2 separate regions of the Mus musculus genome follow, and region 1 is linked to region 2. Evidence: chromatin contacts called from public Hi-C data. All regions are on one chromosome and are shown on one strand. The core of a region is the stretch at or near the end of the contact, and the rest is flanking DNA. Distances in the headings are between cores, read along the strand shown.

Region 1 (2,700 bases), core at 118-2,617, 62 kb after region 2:
TTGTTGCTGGCTGGCTGGCAGCCTAGCTAAGAGATGAAACTATGTAGCCATTAGGAAGAACAAAGTGGAGGCTGGGAGGGGATAACTCAGTCAGTAAAGTGCTTGCCTTGCAAGCAGGAGGACCTGAGTCCAATTCCTCCAAACTCATCATGGAAGAGCCAGACACGGTGGTCCGTGTTTCTAACCCCACTCCAGGGGAGATGGAGAGAGGTGTCCCTGGGGCCCACTGGCCAGCCAGCCTAACCTACGTGATGAGTTCCAGGACAGTGAACGACCCTATTTCAGAAAGGAGGTGGCTAGTGTCTGAAGAACGGCAACCGAGGATGTCCTCTGGCCTTATGTGGAAACCTATGCACACATGGGTACACTCACCCCACCCCCACACGCATTCCTGCCCTGCCCTACACAAAACGATGGAGTAGCCTCATGTTGTCTTAGAGGCTGATGTGAAAGGCACTCAGACCCACCGCCTGGAAGGTGTTACACAGTCAGGCTGGTGAGCCTGTGGGCAGGGCACCGCTGAACCAATCTACAGTCTTGATGTCCCTACAGGGACACAGGTTTGTGTCATCAGTTTTTTTTTTTTTTAATTAATTTATTTATTTATTATATGTAAGTACACTGTAGCTGTCCTCAGACACTCCAGAAGAGGGAGTCAGATCTTGTTACGGATGGTTATGAGCCACCATGTGGTTGCTGGGATTTGAACTTCCAACCTTTGGAAGAGCAGTCGGGTGCTCTTACCCACCGAGCCATCTCACCAGCCCGTGTCATCAGTTTTGAAAAGAGCCATTTCCACCTCCGTTCCCCGCCCATCTCCATTCCCCACCCTCATCATTCCATACTTCCTCAGGTTCCTGATGGATGTTGGACTTCTCTGATGGACAAGGACCCTGGGCAGGACTTGAGGGCTCTCCCATTCTCTGCCCCTCCTAATCTCTGCTACTGTTAGGCTTCCCGGGATTCTGGGCTCCAAGTGTGGCCACGAGCTCCTTTGTGGCCTTTATCTGTGATTTACTGTTTTGGGGAGGTGTTTTTCCTTAGTTTCTTGGCTCAACCTCAAACTGTGGATCTATTTCAACATCTGCTTCCTGGTGTTGGCAGTGTCGTCTCCCACCCTGTGCTTGGGTCCTCCTAACTCCCACGACACTCAGCAGCCTCTCCTTTTCCTCCTCTGTGCCAGCTGTTTCCATAGTCAGAACTGGAGTGTAGCTGGGGGAGGGGATCGGGTCATCTCTGCTCTGAGTGGGTGCTCACCTTTGCCTTCTCGAGACCTTGCACTCTTTTATTCAGCACCAAACTACTAGATCCCAGGGTGAGAGGGAGTCACAGTGGGGCTCAGTCAGACAGCAGCCCTTCGGAGGGTTTCTAGTTCAGGAACGGCATGGGATGCTGACAGAAGACGATGCTGTCCAGAGTCACGCTCCAGCACACCCTGTACACATCGAAGTCTCTTGAACAGAGGAGAGCAAAGAAAATGGATTGCCTGGCCACTTTCCTCCTTCCCACTCCTAATCTGATTGTAACGTAGCCTTTGAAAAGTGAGGGTGTGCTGGCTCCGGTTCTCAGGGAAACCTCGTACCGAGAGAGGTAATTGGTGGGGACTTGATTGTCCCTTTTCAGTTGGGGGCTAGAAAACAGAGTCATTAGCAGCTGTCTGAGCTTGGGAGAAAGCTCTCTCTCTCTCTCTCTCTCTCTCTCTCCCTCTCTCTCACGCACACACACACACACACACACACACACACACACACGCGCGCGCGCGTGTGTGTGTGTGTACATGTGTGCTGTCTCACGCTATACACACACTCTGGGAAGCCGAGTGTGAGAATGAGGGGGTAATGATGATGATGATGATGATGAGGAGGAGGAGGAGGAGGAGGAGCGTGGCGGGTGGTGTGGGGATGTGCAGGGTATCTGGGGTCTCTCCCCCCACTAGCATCGAAATTGCTATAACTACAGATTAAGTGATTCTGACCCCAGGAGACAAGGAGCACTGTTTCCAAGGGAACCACACGCCTCAATCACAGTCCCTGGAAGGGAGGGTGAGCCAGGATGGAGGAGCAGCCTTCCCCTGTCCAGAGCAGCAGCCCTGCCTGTGGGTCCCTCAGCTCTGCTGTAACTTGCTGAGAGGCCCGAGCTGGGCCCTTCACAGTCACCTCCCTGCTGAGCTTGCACTAGCAGGGGGCTGCAGGCAGGCTGGGTCCCAGGCAAGGTACGCACAAGTATGGGGACCTGGATTTGTTCCCCAATACATAGTAAAAAAAAAAAAACAAACAAAAACCCCTCTTAATGGCAGTCCTCCTTGTAATCCAAGAGCTGTGAAGATGGAGATGGGAGGATTTCTGAGGCTCACCAGCCAGCCAGCCTAGCCCAAAATTGGGGATCTCTGGATCCTAGTGAGAGAGACCTTGTCTCAGGAGGGCTCCTCTTGACCTCTGGCTAGTGCCTGCACACTCACACACACACAAACATCTGTACATACATGTGCAAATGCAGACACACACTAAAAACACGTAGGGTAAAGCATGCCTATGGATCCACCAATTCTGTTTCTCTTGAGACTGCTCACTCCGGTGTGAGTCTAGCCTTCTGGGTGGGGCTAGGGGACCCAGAGAAGCCACTTCTCTCCACACTCTGCTACTTCTGGTAGCTCTAGCTATGCCACCCGCCAGGGAAAAGGGTCCCCTTTAGGGTGAGAGT
Region 2 (2,700 bases), core at 121-2,620:
CAGTTCACCTGCTTGGGTACCAGAGAGGTTGGTGCGAGTGTCTACTTTTCCTTCCAAGGAAGACGCAGCCCACTTTGCAACGCCCAGCCGAGCTACTACAGAGCCAGCAAGACACTTCCATCTTCGCGATGAGAGGAGAATCGGGGACTTTATAAACTTAGGAGTCCACCAAACCCTCTTAAGAGCATCTTTACTGGGTCCAGGTGCAGTGCAGAGGCGAGCTCACCTGGACACTGAGAATACCAATAACCTATTGAAAATAGGCAAAGTCGAAAGGAGATACATTACGCCCCTCCACTCTCTGCCAACACTCACCCCCAAACAATCCACCAACCACGAAACCTTTTCATACCCGCCCGCGCCGCACCTCCGGAGATCACGGTGTACAGGAGTCGGCCCCTCCCCCTTCAGTAGCTTAAAGCCTTCGGGCCTCGGCTCCCCAAAGGCCGAGAAGAAGCGCTTCCAGGGTTCCGCAGTATCCTGCTCTCTGTCCGCGACCCTCAGAATGCTGCGCGTGCAGCCCGCGGGAGCCTGTACTCAGACCTAAGTTGCAGGCGAACCGCAGAGAACACACACCTGGCCCTGGCAGTGACAGTTTTTCCGTGATAGTCAGGGGTCACTTGGAAGTGAATCAGACCCCATTCCACGGGAAGCAACTATCCCTTGGAGGCAGGAGCAGGGAGCTTCGAGCTTACGTGGCACCCCAGGTGGCCACGCGTCGCCCCCTCTCCCGAGCACCGAAGCTGCCTTTTAACTTGGACGCGTCCACGGCGTTCTCGGAGCGCAGTGACTCCGCCAAGAACCACCCGAACTTGCAGTTGGACGCTGAGACGCGCCAGGACCGCATCCCTGTGTTCCACTCCCTCTCGCACCTACCTGCTAGGCTCGGTGTCGGATCCCAGCAAAGCAGCAGCGCCAGCAGCAGCGCGCTCCGCACCCCGCTCCGGGCCCTCATGCTCCTGTCCCCCGGCCCGGGCGCCTCTCCCTCGGGGTTCTTTCCCGGTCCCCAGCCTCGCCGCCTTCGCCTTCGCCGCCGCCTCGCCGTTCTCGCAGGCGCCCGGCAGCGCCAGCCCGTGCCCTCCGTAGGCGCAGAGGCAACCGCGCAGCGCCGGGAGGCCGCCCGGCGACTAGGAGCGCTCCGGGAGTCGGACGCCGCTGGGGATCCCGGCTCTGGTGCGCCCTTTCCGCGCTCTCCCGCTGCGAGCGCCGTCCGCGCCCTGCTCCGAAGTTGTGCGATCCCAGTGGAGTGCGCTCAGCGGCGCTCGTAGCGGCCGCGCCGCGAAGTCTGTCCGAGTGGGGTGTGTGCTTCCCTCTGCGCCCTGCCGCTCCCCGCGGCTCCGCGCCCTCGCCCGCCCTGCCGCCGGCCACAATGCCCAGCGCCGCCGCGCGCTCGCCCTAGAGTCAGCGGGCCGGGGCGGGGCCTCACGCGATAGAAGGCGGGGCCTGGAGGACGGGGGCGGAGCCACGGGGCCCAGCGAGGGGGGGTACCCTACCGCTGTGTAGGCGCGGCCGAGTTGGGGCCTTATCAGAGGGGATCCTTGAAGAACGCAGGATCCAAAGCACCGGAAAACCGGTCCGCTGAAAGCGGCGGAGTCTACCGGATTTTCTTTCCAAAAATAAAGGAAATAAACATTCGTACACTTCTTAGCTTGGGTGTGAATCAGCTTTCGCTTTTGATTCGGTCTCAAAAGGGGATGGGGGTGTTTAAGAAAAAATGTCAAACACTCAAGTCCTGGTGGAGCGGGGGATGTAGTTGGGGAGTTCCAGCTGTGGATATTTGGGCATGAGTTAGGATCGTGATTGGTTCTGTTTTTCTCCTCGACCCAGGACAGAACTCTTTACGTGGGATCCGGAAGGATGGCTCATCCTAGGATATGGTGAACCAGTCCAATTGAATAAAAGGACGTGTGTGGGGAGGGAACCTGCTGCTGTGTTTTGCTCCGAGCACAAACTTGGTTCTGGTTCTGCTCCTTAAGCGCGTGACCTTGAAGGAGCTGCTTAGCTGTCTCCATCACTGTCACCTGTGAAATGGGGAAGAATGATGTTAGCTGTCTCATAAGGGGTTGAGGAGCAGAATGTGGGAAATAGGTAGAAAGTGGGGGCACAAATGGTGGCATCCCTTCCCAAGGTTCTTGAAGGAAGTCCTTGTCACCCAGAGGTGGGCCCATAAGCTTACGTGACCAGAGGAGACTTGGGAGATGTCTGTGCATCCGCTCACAGGAAGCTCACAGCACTTCCATGTGGGAGCCCACTAACGGGCTAATTCCATAATGCTATAAAGAAGCAGCCCCTACCCCTTATCTGCTGACCTCCTAAGCTTTTCCTCTTTGCAGATCTGGATCAGCCCTCTTCTTCAGGAAGAGAGCAGCCTAGCCAGGTTCTGAAGTCGGGTAGGAGGGTAGAAGGGTGGGAGGGTGGGAGGTATCCAAAAGAACCTAGTATTCCCAAGTTTTTCCTAGATTGGAGAAGAAAGGTTTGGGAGCCATAGTTGCTGACTAAGAGGTTGGTGGTGTGAGGGCAGAGAAGCAAGAAGATCCATGCTAGCTGTGTTTGGGGGAGAGGGAGGCAATGAAAGCGGGATTTCTCGACACCCCCTCTATCCCAACTCCACAAAATGAAGACTGGAGATCTATAGAAGGCTGTGGCTATAGGTGACGCCCCACATCATGGCTGGCCACCCAGGCCCAGTAGGGTGAATCC

What was found. A called contact is a pair of places that touch in the nucleus more often than the background predicts.
Region 1: a contact with region 2 is called in a Hi-C map of the N1E-115 cell line, with 9 times the contacts expected there. The contact joins the enhancer-like site here to the promoter of Unc5b in region 2. A contact is called at or near these places in 4 of 39 promoter capture datasets (HPC-7-derived erythroid cells, the SN4741 cell line, hippocampal neurons and 1 more), 1 of 15 datasets of contacts at CTCF or cohesin (the NIH/3T3 cell line), 9 of 484 Hi-C or Micro-C datasets (the CH12 cell line, the N1E-115 cell line, bone marrow-derived macrophages and 4 more), 6 of 115 datasets of contacts at active chromatin or transcription factors (double positive thymocytes, embryonic forebrain, embryonic stem cells and 2 more) and 2 of 9 other capture datasets (liver and pancreatic islet).

The regions. Positions count from the first base shown.
Region 1 is chr10:60,891,909-60,894,608 of GRCm38.p6, forward strand. No RefSeq gene overlaps it. Among named protein-coding and RNA genes, the nearest start is that of Gm36750, 4.7 kb to the left of the region's middle. Within about 2 kb of position 1,368, at least 18 of the 459 cell types and tissues checked have an H3K27ac peak or open chromatin away from gene starts, as enhancers often do. A contact at or near this core is called in the N1E-115 cell line, where this site is marked.
Region 2 is chr10:60,830,211-60,832,910 of GRCm38.p6, forward strand. Unc5b (unc-5 netrin receptor B) reads right to left here and starts at 1,371. Exons shown (of 17, transcript NM_029770.3): 1 at 877-1,371. The coding sequence starts at 955.